2 separate regions of the Sus scrofa genome follow, and region 2 is linked to region 1. Evidence: chromatin contacts called from public Hi-C data. All regions are on one chromosome and are shown on one strand. The core of a region is the stretch at or near the end of the contact, and the rest is flanking DNA. Distances in the headings are between cores, read along the strand shown.

Region 1 (3,521 bases), core at 525-3,024:
ATATCATGAAATCGCCCCTCCTACCTCTTGATGTGGCCTCCTCTTTTTCTTCTGGAGTAGGGTATCTTTTTTAAGGTTTCCAGTCCATTTGAGCAGAGATTGCTCAGCCTTTAGCTGTGAATTTTGTTGTTTTTAGGAGAGAAGTTGAGCTCCAGTCCTTCTATCTTAATCCTCTTCAATAATCTCTGTTTTGAGTTCATCTGATTAGCTACCTTAATTCCACCGCAGCCTTGATTATCTCTTTGCCATGCTACCTAACATCTTCACAGGTTCTAGGGATTAGGACATAGACATGTTTTGGGGTGGGCATTATTCTGGCTTCCATAGACATCATCCACATGGCTACCTGAATAAGCCATCTGTTATGCACACCTGGCTAGAACTCTGTCCTGATTAAAACCTCTTTGAGCTTCTTAATCATCCAAAGACATGCATGGTTTGTCACCCTCTGGCTTTACTTTTATCTCAGTCTTCATCTTTCCCTTGCATTTCAGTTTATTCTCAGATAGCATTAAACTTACAGTAATTTTTCCTCCTGCCTCGTGCACATATATTGCTGTTTCACAGCCCTTTGCCTTTGCTGATCCCTTTGCCCTTCATCTGGCTCCCATGCATCTGATTTTTCTCCTACCTCCCTACTGTCCTTTGCTTACTCCCTCTCCCCTCCTGATTTGTAAATGTTTGAGCTCTTCAGAATTTGTTCATAACCTTCATCTCTGTCCTCTCTCTCTTTTTTTAGATGATCTCATCCATTCTCATGACTCAAACACCTGGGGATTCTCAAATTTATACCTTTGGCACTGGATCTGTCTCTTGTATGTACAACTGCCTACTAGAAACCTTTTTTTTTTTTTTTCATTTCCCTTGGGCATGGTAGACATCTGACATTCAAGACAGACTTCCTCCCAATTCCCCATCAGCCCCAAACTGTTGAATTCATTCAGCTAGTTACTGAATGAATGTTCATTGTTCTATTTAGCAGGAACTTTTATTGATTGATTATCACAGGTACCAAAAAACTTAGAAAAGTTTTAATCTTCAGAACATCCTTACAAAGTAGATACTGTTCTACTTTCCACTTTTATAGGTGAAGAAATGAAAGCCCCAAAGGCTGTCATCTGCCTCATTGATGGAGCAGGCAGTGGTAGAGCTGGGATTTGACCTTTGCAGTCTGCAGATCTCCTGCTCTCAACTACTAGGTTAAACAGCTAACCAGTCTCAGGCTTATTTCTAAAAAACTCCCCAAACCTCCAGGGTGACTTAGAAGCACTTTCTCTGGTTTCCCTCAGCCCTCTGTGCTCACTTTTGGCTTAGTAGTTAACATGTGATACCTAATCTGTGTTGGTCTCTTGTCTTCCTCTGGAGAATACACAAGGATCTAGTCATCTTTGTTCCCTCAGCATCTAGCACAGAGCAGGGCACAGTAAGCATCGAAAAACTTGTTGTTGGGCCAAATAAATGCTCCTATTTTGGTCCATTCTTATTGCATAACTTGTATTTCTGTAGCACTGGGCTCTCTTAGAATCTTCTCCTGCACAAGGTGTCACTTAGCCCTCTGATTAGGCCCAGCATCATTGCTCTTTATTGCAAAGGTCACTAGCAATGTCCTCATTCTGACAGCGCCTGAAATTCCTCTGAGAAGCCATCTGTAACATCATAAATAGAGAGGGGACAATTTTCCTAGTTCCATCCTCGCTATCAGGAAACTCTGTGTTTCTGTTATATTCATAACCTTTGCTCTGCTGGCAGTGTCAATATTTAATTTTGTGTCTGCGCTAATTGTATATTCATTCTTGGTGCTCTCCTTAGCTGTCTGTGTTCCATACTGAGCAGTGTCACCTTAGGTTGTGAGCTGCTTCTCAGCCCTGGCAGCCTTGTTGATTAGAATAAGGGGCTCAGGGCCATAGAAGAAGCATTTTTCTTGGCCTCTTCTAGTTTAACATTGTCTAACCCAAACCAGAAACACTGTAAGTTATTAGTCACATTCAACTCAGAAAGAGGGAGATCCTAGAATTTCACCCATGGGGCAATAACCTCAAAACACATGTCCTATTGGAAATGAGATGAAAGAGTCAGTAACAGTAGAGTGGTTACGAGAATGGACTTAGGAAGAGACAGGCCTGGTTTCAAGTCTTAGCTTCATTAAAATACTAGTTGCTTTACCCAAAGTAAGTGCTTCTATGAGTTTTTTCCCCCTTGGTTTAAAGTTGGTTAGGGTTCTTATTTAACAATCGGTGCACAGCTTCAAAACGAAGAGCACACTTAGGGCCCTACCTAGTGCCACGCGTAAAGTAAAGAAATGCTTTATAAATTCTTACTGGTTGTAATGAAACTAATGTTAGAAAAAGGTAGACTGATTATTTGTGTACCATTATTTCTCCTCTTTCTGGTGTGCCAGAAGAGAATAGACCTTGTGAAATTTTAATTATGTAGAAAGTTATTAGGGTAGCAAGGGAATAGTCCAATTAGCTGGTCAACAAATTATAGGAACTCTGGTAAAAGTCATTCATAGGCAGCATATTGCTAAAATCAAACAGTTTATCTCTTTACCTTTTTCTTTTTAAAAAATGCCTTGTGGCTTGAATTGTATAAATCTGAGTGGCGAGTAGTATTACTGTCTTCTGCTCTGGTTGACTGCACAGAGTCGAGCAACCTTTCCAAGGACCCTAAATCTCTCTTCCCCAAATCTCTTACTTCCTGACCTCACCACTAGATGACAGTCTTTTTGCGTATGTGTATTTTGGCCAATGAATGAGGGTAACACTTTGAGTTAATTATTGGGCAGGTGTCTCCTTCTAGGCATCCCATTAAGATCAGCAGAAAAACTTCATTTATGGCTTCTGAACACTGTAATGTAATTATTGGGATGCAGAACAGTTAGATGCCTGTGCCAAACAAATGGAAAAGAATCTTAGCTTAAGTATTTAACTGTCACAACTTAATTATCTAGTATTTGGTATGTTTTCTGAAGTCCTTTAAAATCATGCTGTCACTTTATAAAAATTTGAAATTAATACATTGTTACTAGAAATTTGACCTTCCTTCAAAATCACGTTGACAAAAACGATTATAAGGCTATATTCTTCATTAATACTGCAATTAATATATCTTGGGGCTGCTGTCAGTCTTTGGAGAAATGAACAGTTTCTCTTAAAAGTTAAATTTCACTTAAGCGAAGTTAATGCTCACACAGTGCCGTCTACGAGACACCACTGTCCACACTGGGTCAGGTCGAATGAGAAGGGATGTGAAGACACTGAAATTATTTTGACATAAAAGTTGAGGTGGTGACTCTGCATATTAGGCGTTCCTTCAAATGGCTTTTGGATGACTTTAGTTATACCTGTCACGGCACTAGGAACATGGGAAGATACAAAAGAGGAATATACTGAAGAGAGGGGGCTGAGGGTGGTGGTCATTTGGGTGGGTGAACTTATTTATTGGGATGATGAAACCAAAGCACCACAGGAGTCTTAGTAATTTGTGGATCTATGAGAATACTCATGGATATTTGAGACCTT
Region 2 (3,521 bases), core at 613-3,112, 230 kb after region 1:
GCTAAGAAGATACACAGGGAGAAAGGAGGGTCTAATGACCTAGATTTTAGAGTGGGAGGAGAGTACCTTCTGCTTTGCCAAGTATTTTATACTTGGAAGCATGATAGAAAACCAGTGCTGCAAGAGAGAAGTGTCTCTGGCCTTTGCTCACCCCTGGGGCACAAGAGGTTGGAGGGCACATTGCAGAGGCAAGTTCAAGTACAGATCAATTCCTCTTTTCAGACCTCTCTAGCACTGATGCTCTTTTACAGGGCAAATAAGGTAATATTAATGTCAAGGAGAGCATTGAAGGAGAAGCAGACTCAAGAAATCATAGGCTGAGAGTTGTATATAGAATGTTCAGGGTTAGAAGGGCAGCTTTCTTGAATTTGCCTTGTGTCAGTGAATCACCAAAATGAACCTTGGGATTTCTTAACACCAGCAACTGAAGCCATGCTCCGTTCCCACTGGCTTCCTTTCTGAATCACCATCTGACTCCTGTCTTTGCTGTCAGTTATAAGTGGAGGTTATGGTTCTAATTCTTTACCCTCTCTTCACCGCTCCCTCACTGATTCTGATTTGCTCAGAAATACTTGGAAGAAAGCAACAGTCTGCTGTATTTGGTTGAACGCCCTTGGAAAAGATTTCCAGAATATATCCAAGTAAATTTCATCACAGTTTCTTGACACAATTCTTTTTAAAACTGCTTTGCTTAGTCTTTAAATAGTTATCTATTAAGATAATCTTTAAGTTTCTGGAGTTTGAGGTAACGATCATCAGTTCTACAGGCTTTGCTAAAGAAATTACGTCAGTTTGGAAACAATGGACATCTTGTGAATTAATTCAAGAAGTTCACGAGTATTTATGTAATATTTGGAGTTCAAATTTATGTAATTTCCCCCAATTCTCAAACTTCATTACTATACATCAGCAATGTGATGGTTTGGGATTTTTATTTCCTTGTTAAGTGGACTGTGTCTAAAAGTCTTTGTTGAACCCTTTGGACAAAATACCCCCGTTAAAGTTTCTGTGTTTCTACAAGGATTACTCTGTAGTTGGGTGGATAAAGAGCATTCCTCTTCATTAGCAGTTCTCAAATCTTCTTGTGCATGTAAGTCACTGGATATCATGTTCAAATAGAAATAATTTTTAGTAACTCTGGGGTAGGGTTCAGGGTCTGCATTTCTCAAGTCTCCTAGGTGATACAGTCCTGTTGGTCCACTGACCACACTTTGAATAGTGAGGCTCTACATCACTTTGAGAATGAAAATATTCAGTCAAGCCTATAGTCTTAACTTTCAAAGAAAATGTGTTTGTGTCTACTTTCCATAGAATTTTTTTTCTTTAAAGAAATGAAAGGAAAAAAGTAAGTATCATAGACTTGGTTTTCCAAATTGGCTACAAATATTACAGTATTTCACATAATAAAAGACCCAGAAGATGATTTAGAAATTTTATATACATCAAGTGCAGAATGGGAACATGGATGTAGTCCAGTACCATACTTAATCAGTCAGGAATTGGTAAATTTCTTGAATTACCAATTTACTCCCTTGTTTATACCCAGATAAGGAAGCTCCATTTGGTAACATGAGAGAAAAGCTGACATTTTTTCCACAGTTAACAAGAATTTTGCAATTTCTTGCTTGGCTGAATCTGAGAAAAATCTCACACAAAAAATTCTATATTAAATTCAAACCGATGGGTGTCTGCCTGGGCTAAAGAATTTGGTAAACTTGAGCTGGAGAACGGTATCTGGTTTATCTCCTTGTTTTGAATTCTTCTCTGAGTTTTATTCCCTGAGAGATCCTTTCCCTGCTATGGACTTCCTGTTTCTCTTTAGTTGTCGATGTCCAAGTGAGTGGTAGAGGATCAGTGTAAATGAGAGAGTCACATAAATTGTTTAATTTGAGCATGCCAAGTGATCTTTGTCAGGCTCTCCTTTGGTCATAAATTGCTGGTATTGCTGTTGTGAAATAGAGTGTCATAAATTTGTCACAAATCGTTAATGAAAGGAGAAAAGCAGAAATTTAGTTTTGTGGGAACACACCCAAATACCCAGCAAATGGTGTTCTACAATATTTATTTGGGGATATGTGTATCTGTTACATAATCTAAAATATGTCTTTTTCACATTTAAAAATATTTGGATCATGATTTAGAGTTTTTATTGGTTGTTTTTTAAACTGAGAGGAAGAAGAAAGGTCATTGTATTTTAAAACATTTTTGACATGTTACTAATAAAATTTTATTTCTGGTGAAATATAGGTGCCTTTATTAAGTAGGGGAGTGGGGGGATCATGAACTTTGGCGTTTGCTGTATGTCCCTTGATCTCAGAGGACTCATTTTAAAGGCATATGGTTATATTTCTTTCAGGAGTTAGTTTTCAACACAAATTTTGCATAAGTATTTAGAAGACATTTCCAGTCTCTTGGTATGTTTTTTTTCACTAAAAGTGACTCTGAAATGTTTTTTAAGTACCATGAGTCATGAGGAAACATGGCAGAACTCACTCTTTTTAGGCCTTAGGCCTTATTCAAACATATGATCATAAATCTCAGAGTCAGAGATAATTTCTCTACCCATAAAATATTAGATGTACCCACTGGTCCTCTATAGATTCGTTAGGCAAAGGGCAGGTGGCACACACCAAGAAGATAGATTCCTTCTCTTTATAGTCGGAAATGCTGTATATAATCAATTTTGCAAGTCAGTCTTTGTTAGTCCCCTGTAATCCATTAACACATCAATACCCAAGTATAAGGTGTTTCCAAATAAACAGCATTTTTCTGTGTATATCCAGCAAGACAAAGGCTTAATTAATTTTACAGTTACTTGAGCAACCCAGGAATAACTAACCCATACAAATTATAGAGACTTTTATGTATATGTTAGTGGAAACTTAAATACATATGGATGAACACATCTAACATAAAGAGTAACATAAAGAGTCATTTGGTCTCTGGAAGTAAAACAAAACACAGCAAGACAACATATGTAAGTGCCTTGGACAGTTCCTAGTATATATTTTGTAGTAATAAATCTTGTGGTCCAAGTGACTCTTAGTCTTTTCCTTTTATAAATAAATGGATTTTTCCCATGTGTGCTCTATGTTTAAGCCCAAAAGTGGGTGGTTATGATTTTCTTTCCTATTTGAAGTTTTATGGAACATACACACATGCACTAAGGAACGACAGGTTACAGGGGGATGAGCTTTTAAAAAAAAAAGTCTAGTAAAAAGTAAAAGAAGGAGTTCCCAGCATGGCTCAGTGGTTAATGAATCTGACTTGGAATCATAAGGTTGAGGGTTTGATCCCTGGCCTTGCTCAGTGGCTTAAGGATCCGGTGTTGCCGTGAGCTGTGGTGAAAGTCGTACATGCAGCCCCGTGTTGCTGTGGCTGTGGCGTAGGCTGGCAGCTACAGCTCTGATTAGACCCCAAGCCTGGGAACCTCCATATGCTGCGGGTGCGGCCCTAGAAAAGACAAAAAATAAAATAAAATAAAAAGTCAACAAGAAGAAAACACAATTTAAAAAAAAAAG

Evidence for each region. A called contact is a pair of places that touch in the nucleus more often than the background predicts.
Region 2: a contact with region 1 is called in a Hi-C map of liver, with 5 times the contacts expected there. The contact joins two enhancer-like sites. A contact is called at or near these places in 7 of 47 Hi-C or Micro-C datasets (brain, embryonic fibroblasts, epiblast stem cells and 2 more).

What each region holds. Positions count from the first base shown.
Region 1 is chr1:190,824,972-190,828,492 of Sscrofa11.1, forward strand. All of the region lies in intron 1 of SYT16 (synaptotagmin-16), which reads left to right. Among named protein-coding and RNA genes, the nearest start is that of SYT16, 91 kb to the left of the region's middle. Within about 2 kb of position 1,775, at least 2 of the 83 cell types and tissues checked have an H3K27ac peak or open chromatin away from gene starts, as enhancers often do. A contact at or near this core is called in liver, where this site is marked.
Region 2 is chr1:191,057,474-191,060,994 of Sscrofa11.1, forward strand. It overlaps SYT16 (synaptotagmin-16), which reads left to right. Exons shown (of 10, transcript XM_021062549.1): 10 at 1-2,242. Among named protein-coding and RNA genes, the nearest start is that of ISG20, 140 kb to the right of the region's middle. Within about 2 kb of position 1,863, at least 2 of the 83 cell types and tissues checked have an H3K27ac peak or open chromatin away from gene starts, as enhancers often do. A contact at or near this core is called in liver, where this site is marked.